Regions from separate parts of the Sus scrofa genome. Here all the other regions are linked to region 1. Evidence: chromatin contacts called from public Hi-C data. All regions are on one chromosome and are shown on one strand. The core of a region is the stretch at or near the end of the contact, and the rest is flanking DNA. Distances in the headings are between cores, read along the strand shown.

What was found. A called contact is a pair of places that touch in the nucleus more often than the background predicts.
Region 2: a Hi-C map of liver shows a contact between it and region 1, with 5 times the contacts expected there. A contact is called at or near these places in 5 of 47 Hi-C or Micro-C datasets (embryonic fibroblasts, heart right ventricle and liver) and 1 of 2 datasets of targeted methods (alveolar macrophages).
Region 3: a Hi-C map of liver shows a contact between it and region 1, with 6 times the contacts expected there. A contact is called at or near these places in 1 of 47 Hi-C or Micro-C datasets (liver) and 1 of 2 datasets of targeted methods (alveolar macrophages).

The regions. Positions count from the first base shown.
Region 1 is chr4:39,455,228-39,458,949 of Sscrofa11.1, reverse strand. No RefSeq gene overlaps it. Among named protein-coding and RNA genes, the nearest start is that of TSPYL5, 94 kb to the right of the region's middle.
Region 2 is chr4:39,643,322-39,647,043 of Sscrofa11.1, reverse strand. All of the region lies in intron 3 of CPQ (carboxypeptidase Q), which reads left to right. Among named protein-coding and RNA genes, the nearest start is that of CPQ, 210 kb to the left of the region's middle.
Region 3 is chr4:39,611,200-39,614,921 of Sscrofa11.1, reverse strand. All of the region lies in intron 5 of CPQ (carboxypeptidase Q), which reads left to right. Among named protein-coding and RNA genes, the nearest start is that of CPQ, 240 kb to the left of the region's middle.

The DNA.
Region 1 (3,722 bases), core at 345-2,844:
TTGCCATGAGCTGAGGTGTAGGTCACAGACGCAACTGGAATCCTGTAGCTGTGGTGTAAGCTGGCAGCTATAGCTCTGATTCAGTCCCTAGCCTAGGAATTTCCACATGCTGCAAGTGTGGCCCTAAAAAGCAAAAATAAAATAAATAAAATAAAGCGAGGATTCAAATTCTATTCAAGAAGCTCCCTTGAAAGAGGAGAAAATTGCCAGATCCAGAAGAACCACGTGTCACCCACCATTCAGGTGGCTGTTCAGTTACAGAGACACATCAGGAGCTTCTTTCACCGCCAAATAGTCTCCTGTACAAACGGAGCTGGTCATGCTCCACCAAGCAATTTGCCACGGAGGAAGAAGTTTAATAAAGTCAAAATTTAACTCATATCCTTTATGCACAAATAACCAAGCGATACCATTTTTTTATTATGTAACACAACAGACTTTAAGAATTGGGCTCCAGGTGAATCTAAGCCACCCTTGGCCTCCTCATTTTTTTTTTAAATTTTATTTTATTTTATTTTATTTTAATCTTAGGGCCTCACCCATGACATATGGAGGCTTGCAATGATTTGTCATTGAAAGGTCCTGGCTAACCTTGGTCAATCACCGGCCCCCCTTTAGGTATTTTTAGGGCCACACCCATGGCATATGGAGGTTCCCAGGCTAGGGGTCCAATGGGAGATGTAGCAGCTGGCCTACACCACAGCCACAGCCACACCAGATCCAACCTGCGTCTGCGACCTTCACTACAGCTCATGGCAATGCTGGATCCTTAACCCACTGAGCGAGGCCAGGGATCGAACCTGCATCCTTACGGATGCTAGTCAGATTCACTTCTGCTGAGCCACAATGGGAACACCAGCTACCCCTTTTGTTGGACTAACTTCCGTTCCTGGTATACCGAGCCTCAGAGGATGAGCCCTGGGGCATTTCTACTCTGGCCTCTATCATTCATCTCGTTTCCATTTAAGTGACTGATCTATGAATGGCCCAGAAGGAGGGTTCTAAAGAGTGGCTCTAAGCCTCTTCTACCTCATTATCCAGAAGTGGTATCATATCAGTGCTTCCCTAGATGGATACCTCAGCATCCACAAAGGATTTGCCTACTTGTCTATTTCCTCAGCTGGGATCTGCGCCCCGCCTTCCTTGTGTGCCTTCCATGAGAATTATTTTCCCCCCTCCACACCCAACTACGGCAATAGTTCATTCATTTGATAAACATCCACAGAGCATGTCTACACACCTGGCATGGCAATGCCCCAATTCCTGACCTTCAGAGAAGGAAAGACAGTGACCTAAGGCTGGAATGCAAGATAGAAAGTTCAGAAGAAAAGGAAGTCACACAGCATAAAGAGTTTTCCCCGGGGGAAGCAAACAGGAGAAGCAGAGACAGGAGCAGGAGCAGCTCACAGAAGTAGCCTGGGGACTGCTCTACATGAGAACTGCTCTCTGGCGTTGCTCTGTCTCAGCTCTGCTTTCTTACTTCTGGTCAGACTGGGAGGCTTGTGAAACCAGATCTCAAAGCATCGCTCACCCTTTGTGTCCCAGAAACCAGCCTCTGAGCTCCACACATGGGCACATCTTTGGCGAGGATGGGTCTTCTGGGGGATGGGAAGGAAAGGCTGTTAGTGGCTGTTCTGAAGGAAAGAGTGAGGGAAGAGGAGTGACAGCTAATGAAATAATAATTAACCACAATCAATAATACTGGATCGTCACTATGTAACCCCCACATCTGGAACACAAAATGACTAGTTCCCACACAGACTGAATCTTTACAAATATTTAAGCTGGAAAGGGATTAAGCAAACAAATCCTCATTTTTATTTTATTTTATTTTATTATCTTAGGGCTTCACCCATGGCATATGGAGGCTCTCAGTCTAGGGGTTGAATCGGAGCTCTAGCCCTCGGTCTACACCACAGCCACAGCAACACAGGATCCCAGTTGCACCTGTGACCTACACCACAGCTCACGGCAACACCAGATCCTTAACCCACTGAGCAAGGCCAGGGATTGAACCGGTGTCCTCATGGATACTAGTTGGTTTCGTTAACCACTGAGCCACGAAGGGAACTCCCAAATCCTCATTTTTATATCTGCAGAAAATATCTGAGTTGTGGCTTGGGTCATGCTGGGGTTTTCCGGGGTGAGAAATGATGCCTTAAATAATTACGGTTCTGTTTCCCTGGTCACCCTGAAGCTATTTTCACTGGTGTGCTGCTGTCTGCTCCAATCACATCTATGAATTTGCCCAACCTCAGAAAGGGGGGCTTGCATCTGGACACCGTTCACTAGTTCCCTGGAGTGCATTTCTCATACCGCGTTGATACCGTCTCATGAAGCGGGGACCCCACACCACTGACATCCGACTCACTGGAGAACTTGCTGAAATACAGACCCACCCCCGACCCAGAACCCCTGACTTTGCGTCTGTGTCTGACATTATCTGTTGATCAATAGACTCATTTATTTGTCTGTTTTTTCACCGCTTTGTCTTCAGCTCCCAGAAAAGTTTTAGGAACAAAGCAGGTGCTCAATCAGGATGCACTGAACAAATGAATGAACCGCCATAGCACATGCCTTTAGTGACAGTGGTTGGTTTTAGGAAACCTGACTGATGTGACCCAAGCCATTCATTTGAGACTGGATTCAAGTTCTAGGACTTGTCTTGGGACTTTTTCTTGGGAAGGAGAAGTTCTTTCCTTTCTGGGATCAACCCAAGAAATGTGGGATGATTTCCCCCAAGACTGAAGCTAACAAGAGGAAAGTGGAGCCAAGAGGTTGAGTGAAGGGGACCAGATCCTGATGACACAGACACTCTGGATCCAGCTGTGATCCTGTCCATAACAAGGACAATAAGTTCCTGTCTCCAGAGTCCATGCTGACATGGGCTCTATCACTCCTGGCTGCGAGAGAACTGCCTGACATACTCCAGGCTTTGTTGGTGGTTTGCCATCAGGATCCACAAGCTCAGTCGGGTTGCAGCTTTCTAGGAGCAGAGATTGTGCCTTTCATTCTTTCTCTCTCTCTCCCCCTCTCCTCCTCTCTGCTCTTGGGACTTGAATGCAGGGCAGGGTTTTCTTGGCATCACTACAATTTTTGGATAGTTGTAAGAAATTTATTTTTGAAGATGACATACGGATTTACAAATCCTTGTATCTGTGAACTCATTTGATCCTCTCAACAACCCATAAGTCAGCAGGAGAAGCACAATCCTCCTCCAGGTTGCAGATGGGCACACTGGCTCTGGAAGAGACAGAGGCACCAGCCCTGGCATCAGATGGCTGACACCACGGCAGAGACTGGCCAGGACTCCAACCCAGGCACTCCGATCATGAAGCCTTCACTTTGCCTCATCTTCTTTATGCTTCCTTGTCATAAAAAATGATACACTAAAGTTCAGTGAGTTTTCTCATTAGATCCGTGAACTCCAGCCATAAGAGACACTCAAGATTCCCTGGGCTTTGAATGATGCCAGGCCTCACTGTTGGGCTTTTCCAGGGAGCACACCTCCAGCAGGATGCAGCTCAGGCTCCAGGTACCTGCTGGGGCTTCAAGATACCTTCTGATGGGAAATCAGCTGAGTTCATGTCTACAGCATCTTCCCAGCCAATGTCCTGGTATAGCCAGTGTGGACCAGGACTCCAAAGCCAGGATGTTTGCACCCTCACTGTGACTCACTCAGAATGGCATATTTTGGGACTTGCGCCCAGAAAACATCCTGA
Region 2 (3,722 bases), core at 789-3,288, 190 kb before region 1:
TCATAATACTTAAAACTATCATTATATTATATTTATTTATTGCCCATCTCCCTTCCCAGAATATAAATTCCAGTAAGTCAGAATATTTGCTTGTGTTGTCCATGTCTGTATCTCTGGCACATAATAGAAACTCAATAAAAACTGTTGATTAAGGGCTTTTGCACACATGCCAAAGACGTGTTCTCCACTATCTTGCCGTGTCGTGTTTTTGCAAGAATGTACTTCCTTTGAAGCTATTCTCTCTCCCTTGTTCTGCCATATTTTTCACGTCTCATTCAGATTATGTTCTTATCCTCCTTTTAATCAGGCAAATCTGTTTGTACTCCGTCTCTCCATATGCCCCAACAACAAAGCAGTGGGGCTTGTCCAGGGGGCTGCTGTCTGTTCACCCTTAATGTAGTGTATCTTGGCTCTCAGACCCACAGCTGGCTGGCAGCTGGTTGTGCCAGTCCCATTCTTCATCCTCACAGGCTGTCATCCAGTGCCTCTCTGGCCTACTGCAGAAGCCCCTCCCCGGCTCCCTACCCTAAGGCTTGAGTGGGTCTTGGTGGTCGGGGCTAATGTGTGCCTCACAGATAACAGACTTTGTATTTCATAGCCTCACAGCCCCCATTCTGCCTCCTCATGTGTTTGGTGGTGGCTCTTCTTGGCTCTTGCTCTTGTTTTTTATAATTTTTTTTTTAGGACCACACCTGTGGTATATGGAGGTTCCCAGGCTAGGGGTCCAGTCAGAGCTACAGCTGCCAGTCTACACCACAGCCACAGCCATGCCAGATCCTAGCTGTGTCTATGACCTACACCACAGCTCACAGCAACTGCGGATCCTTAACCCGCTGATGGAGGCCAAGGGTCTAACGTGCATCCTCACGGATGCTCGTCAGATTTGTTAACCACTGATCCATGACAGGAACTCCTGTTTTAATAATTTTTACTCTTCACTGCATTTGGAGGAGGTGGTTGTAGGAAGGAAATTGGGAAGCGGGGAATTGGTCAGTGCTCTGTCTGCCTCAGGGCTCAGCACAGGAGTGAATGCCCCACTTCTCTGTTGGTTCTAGGCCATGTTACTGCTCTAAGAGCCCCACATCTGGCAACAGAACCAGTGCCTTCTCCTATCTTTTATAAGGTGATTCTTTTTCATAAAACTGGATTTACTATATCTCAGAACCCTGTCTTGTTTTTGTTTCGTTTCCTTAAATCAGATCCAAATGTGTTACAATTCATGCTCATTTCTGCCTGACCCTGGCATAAGGCATAGTGACTTTTCCGCTGGCATCCTTGGTGAGACTGCATTAAGACATTGCTAGCAGGACATCATGTTGAATGAGACCTCCTGCCCCTACTGTTTTCAAGGTCGAAGCTCTTATGATGAGGGAAATTCAAGTTCATCAAAGATGCTACTGAATTAGAAGAAACTTTTTCTCATGGGCTAGTTTTTAAATGAATTAATAATAGAATTACTACTACTATCTCTTGGTGACCCCCAATATATTTTGTAAAAAAAAGGAACACAAACAAACTCATAATTCAAATGGTTTGTGATCATTCTTCCATATCACCATGCCAATAACCTTACCCTACGGGGTGTCATTTAGTTCCTTATCATTCAAAACCATTTTCTCCATCATTTAACTGTTAGTTTAAATAATAATCCTGGATTGGAGAATGGAGGTATTTGAGAAAACATAAAGTATGATAGTAAAACAACCTCACTTATTCTGAAGGAAGTCTGAAGGTTAAACAATAGTTGCCTTAATTTAGTTACTCTTGTGTTATCTCAAGGAAAAATTGATTAAAGTAGATGTTCACACTTTTTATCCCCTGAAACTTTAACTTCATTGGGAAAATGGTTCTGAGGGTGGTGAGAATGTTGACTAATTGGCTTGTCATCCCCAAATGGGATTACACCACTTCTGAATCAGAATTTCCTGCTATTGCAACATGTTTTTTCTTCATCCTTTTTTTTTCCCCCCTTGAAACAATCCATTTGGGTTCATTACATGGCCATTTGTTAGTCTGGGGCATTGTCCTTGTTTGTGACTCCAGTGAAGTCATAGTAGGCTGGGTCTGTTTGTCCATACAGAGTCAGTGCGAGATCCTGCAGCTGCTCAGGGAAGGAGGCAGTGCGAGGGGGCACCCTGATATTTTAACCCCAAATCCTGCTTTCCCAAAGTCATGGGGAATTCTCATGTTAATCATCAAGAAGACTTGCTCAGCTTTGGTTTGCGTACTGCCTATGTAGACATCGACCTATCTAACTTTAAAAAAAAAACAAAACTTTTTATGGAAGTGTAATATTCTCAGAGAACATGCACAGATCCTAAGTGTGTGATGAGATGAGCTTTTGCAAACCAAGGGCACCTGCATAACCAGTACTCAGGTCAAGAAGCAGAGCATGACCAGCGCCCTCTTCTCGACTGTGCCCTCTTCCTTTATTTAAATTTGTAATTTATGTGACTTGATATTTATATATTGCATTATCTAGAAATCATGCCCTTCCTTACCATGGTCGACCATTCTCCTGTTTTGCTTGTTTTGATATTTTATGTAAGTGGAATTATACATAATGTATTATTTTCTGTCTGGCTTTGATTCTTCGCTATGTTCATGAGATTCATGCATTTATCATGTTTCTTCATCCCCACTGCTGTGTAATGTTCCAGGGGTCAGTACAATACATTGTTATTCTGTTGCTGACAGGTATTTGAATAGTTTTCTTGGGGCGGGGCAGGGGCGGGATTGATGCTATTACGAATAGTCCTTGAATGTTCTGGTACATCCTTTCTGGTGAAAGCAGCCGCACACATCCATTCCTGTTGGTGTGTAGCTGGGAGGAGAATTGCTGGGTCCCGGGGTGTGTATGTGTTCAGATTTAGCAGCTAAGCTATTTCCAGGGTGATTGTAAGTATTTATACTCACACTCAATGTTTGAGTACTCTCGGTGCTCCATCTCCTCACCAATATTTTGTGTCTTTTTCCATTTCGTTATTCCAATGGATATGCACTGAATGGGGTTTCATTTATATTTCCTTGATGGTAATGAATCTGAGCAACTTTTAGTATGATTACTAGTGATTTGTGTATCTGTTTTTGTGAATTGTCTTTTCAAGTCTTTTGCCCATTTGTCTATCACTGGACTCTCTTTTCATTACTGTTTCATAGGAGTTCTTTACATAATCTGGCTGTGGGACCTTCACTGAATATAAATATTATAAATATTTTCTCCTCCTCTGTGAGTTGCCTTTTCACTCCTCAGTGGAGTCTTTTGATGAACAAGTATTCCTAATATTTTAAAAGTCCAATTTATTATTCTTTTCTTTTATAGCTTGCACTTTTTGTGCCCAGTTTAAGAAACCTTTGCCTATTGCCAGTGACAGAGCTGTTCTAAGATTTCCTCTAACATCTTTATTTAAATTTGCAATTTATGTGACTTGATATTTATATATTGCATTATCTAGAGATCAAGAGACATACTTTCAATGTGGATAACCTGTTAACCCAGCATCATTTTACTTGGTTTTTACTTTGTTTAAAAGATGTCTATAAAATTTAGTCTCCTTGAAAAAGCACAATAATTAAAAAAAATTAATTACCGTTCTCACTTTTTCACTTGAATGCAATTTAACACATGTTTATTATTTGTCTGCTGGAATTTGAGACAGTTGAGAATATGGTTAAGATTTTGAGATCCATTTTTATGTCATTTAGGTTTTAAGCACTCTAAT
Region 3 (3,722 bases), core at 567-3,066, 160 kb before region 1:
AAGTACAGTTGTCGCCTTTTAAATATTTGTCCTGCTTGCAGAATCCCAGCTCTGATTCCTTAGACCAAATTGCAGCTCAGCCAAATGTAGTTGCTTCTACCCCATATGAGTTGGTTACGATTATTTCTCTCCCTTTCTTAGAACCCCTGGGAACAAACAAGAAAAAGTAATAAGAACAAAATACTTATTAAAATGTAAATATGGTGGCTGGATCCCTGATGTGCGATGCTGGCAGCCCAGGAAGACCCAGGTGTGCAGGCAACGGACTTATCTGCTGGCAGAGCAGCCAGGCCTGGAAACTGACAGGCTCTGAAGGGAGCCTTTTGTTACCTGACTTCAGTGGCAGGTTGCTGGCTCATTCCCCTGCGTGGAATAGTTGAAACTTGTCTTTCAACTAAAAAGAGAACATGGGGGCAGAGATGCTTTCTTCATTTGGCAACCTAAGTCTATTAGAAAAAAAAAAAAAAGCGCCACTGCAAAGTAGCAGGAAAGCATGAAAAATGCTTTATGAAGAAACATAAAAGAAAACCAGAGGAAAGTGTATTCAGCCTTGGTCATTAAAAAGCACATTCCTGCTCCCCATCCTGATTCTTCCTCCCCTGCCAACAAAGTTTGTTTGAAGAGTTTCTTTGGTAGAACACCAGATGCACCCCAAGTATACAGATGTCTGTAACAGCTGGTTCTGGAATGATGGGACTCGGATAAGGAGAGACAGAATTTTCTACTTCATTTGGACTTTTACACAACAGTTTTCTGTGTGGCTTAATTTTGGGCATCTGACTGTTTTGACCAAAACTGTGTAGTATTTTTTCAGCCAAAAAATTTTTTCAGAGCTAGTGTCTTCCCACTGGCAGCTGATGAAAGCGGGTCCCCCCCCCCGCCCTTGCAGAAATGCCACAGGTGGTGCCGAGAATAAAATGACACATGGATGCCACCGAGAACTTGCTTGCCTCCTGACTCATATTTTATTTTCCATAGAGAGGCTGTTTTCAAAACTGACAGTGTCTGTAGCCTGGTAATGGAAGATAATGATTAGCATACCAAAATCGGAGTCCTCGCTGTGCTTAGAAAAAAATCCTTTACTTGCTCAAAAGCCCAAGCAGAGAACCATGTCGAAAATGACAAATGCGTATCTGTTTTCAAAGTGGATTGAGATTTCTCAGGCAGCCAGAACACAGTTATGCTTTTCAGTCTAAGGTGATCTAATTCTTGAGGGAACCTTCATTCTGGGCAATGACATGCGTTTTCTAGATGGGAAGAGAAATTGTTATTGCTTGTAATAAAGAACAGGCTGTCTTTCTTCTTCGGGAACCTCAGGGGGATGAAGCAAGTTTTAATAGTATAAAGACGTGGGCTGCGCAACACTGGAATGAGTCTTGTTTATTTACCATCTAATGCCCGTGGTCTGTTTGGTACAGAGAGATTTGCTTTGGTGCTGTGAGTTAAATGCTGGAACAGTAAGACTCTGGCTTAGATTAGGCAGCTGACTCAAAGTACCCCAGGTTCAAGGCTGAAAAATGGAATAAATCAGCATGGTTATCACACAGTGCCCTTGAACGCCTGGGTGGCTGGGTGGTGGGTAATGAACCATCCTCCCTCCTTAGGTCCTTGTGGGGTCCAGGCCTTCAGGAGATGACCTGGCATGTGGATATTTTTTTAAAACCTCTTTATTGCCAGTTGTCATCTGAAGACTCTAAAGACAAAGTTAGTTGCCCAGAACAATTTGATGCTTTGTGCCATGGATTCCCCAGTACCCAGAAATAGCTTTAAGCAACATGATAGTGAGTCAGGCCAAGAAGAACTGGGAAGCTGAGATCGATAGCCCGGTCAACTCTGTAATACTGTGTTGATTTATGCTTGGACATTCTAGACAGTCAGCCTGTACAAATGTGTACAAATGTACCTGCAAGTTGCTGCCAGCATGGTCCTAGTGCCAAGAGCGTGGCTCTTCTCCTGGACTGGCTTCCTCACTTTTCAGTTTCGTGACTGGCTGAGAGCATATTATTCTTCTTGGGGTCTTATCAGTGTTTGTCTGATGATATCATGTCATCATCTTCATCAGATGCCTGTGCTGCTTCCTTAATCCCCACGTGAGTCAGCCCCCCCGGCCCCGTGGGCTCGCTGAGGGGCCCACAAGCAGGCTTAAACTGTGGGCTCTGGGCCTGGATTCAAGTTCTGCTTCTGCTATTGTTATATATGTGACCATGAGCGAGTTGCTTCATGCACTTCCCTAAACCTCAGTTTCCTGATCTGTAAAATAGGAAACTAATAATACCTGCAGCCTTATGTTACTGTGAGGATCAGTGGAGAACAGTGAAAGGAACTAAAGCACCTGAAGTGCTTAGCAGACTGCCTTAGCACAGAATAGTAGGCACTCAGGAAATGCTAGCTTTCCTTACATAACCTCATTAGCAAACGTCTCTATTCTCTGGTTAGTGTTCTTCTGTCCACATCAGGGTCAGCATGACACTGCAGAAGTCTGTCTGGTTTCTGTTTCAGGTGGGCAGCATGGTAATATGATAGATTTCTCGAATACGGTCCATACAAAGTTATTATGAAATATTGACTCTATGCTCTGGGCTGTACGTTACATCCTTGTAATGGATTCACTATGTCACTTTGCTGACCTGGTTGGCTCTCAGGTCTGAGCAGCAGCCCTGGCTTTGGACCCCATCCAACCCTGTGCACAACATCTCTTTACTGTCCAGCCAGAAGCCTCCTAGCCCCCGTGCCCTGGCAACCTCACATGGCCTGCTGCTTGGGCCCCAAAGATTAGCCCCTGAGCACTTGCCCTCCATCTGCACAGACTCTGTTCTGGTCCTTAGCAACCACGATGCACCTTCTGAGGCCTCAGAGAACCAGGCCAGGTGGACACCTGCATCTATGGATTCTTGGAGTCTCTGACAAATTCCAGCATTCTCTCTGCTTGGTCCAGACACTTTCCACCTCATCTCCTCCATGTCACATCTGATTCTTCCTTGTCATAGAGGATGGATGCAGGATCTTAGGACTGAGTGTGGTTTGGTGTTGGCAGGAGGGGCTGGGAGGTTCGGAGTAACCCAAGAGCATCTTGGGTTTGTGACAGTGCTATTTATAGTCATCAGTTTTTATTTAAGGAATTTTTTAACTCCTGGGGGGGAAAAAGGATGTTCTTTATTCTGTGTATTCTTTAGAAAGAAACACAGGTTACCATCTGTTTTTTGTCTCTTGCAATGGGACTTGAGAATGTCTATGTCATCTCTATATCACTGTGTCCTAGTCATTTTGCTTTCTGGATTTTCTTAATTCTTGATTAGTTTTCTTCTTTCTCTTGTTCTTTTGTCCATGCATTTGCTCATCCATGCATTAAACCAAGCCCTGCTAAGTTATAATGAATGTTGAGCACTTTTCTCAGAGCACCGTGTGTAGTGCATAGGGAGAGAATAGGCACAGTAGTGGCTCAGAGCCTGCAGCTGACAATATGATTTGTGCCATTTCAGTGATTCCTGCAAGCAATGGGCTGGTGCTCTTTGACTTGCTGTTATGCTTTGTGTCTGCCTTTGTCCAGCCTCTTTCCTTCCCCACACTTTCTGTGTATCTCAAACCTGTTATTCTGAGGAAGGTTGCCCTGGAAACTTGAGGAGAGGTTAGAAGGTGGGGACCTCGTAGAAGTCACTAGGAAGATGTGAAAACAGGCCTGGTCCTCCAGGGCAATGATACCTGTGACTTAACACTGCTGACTC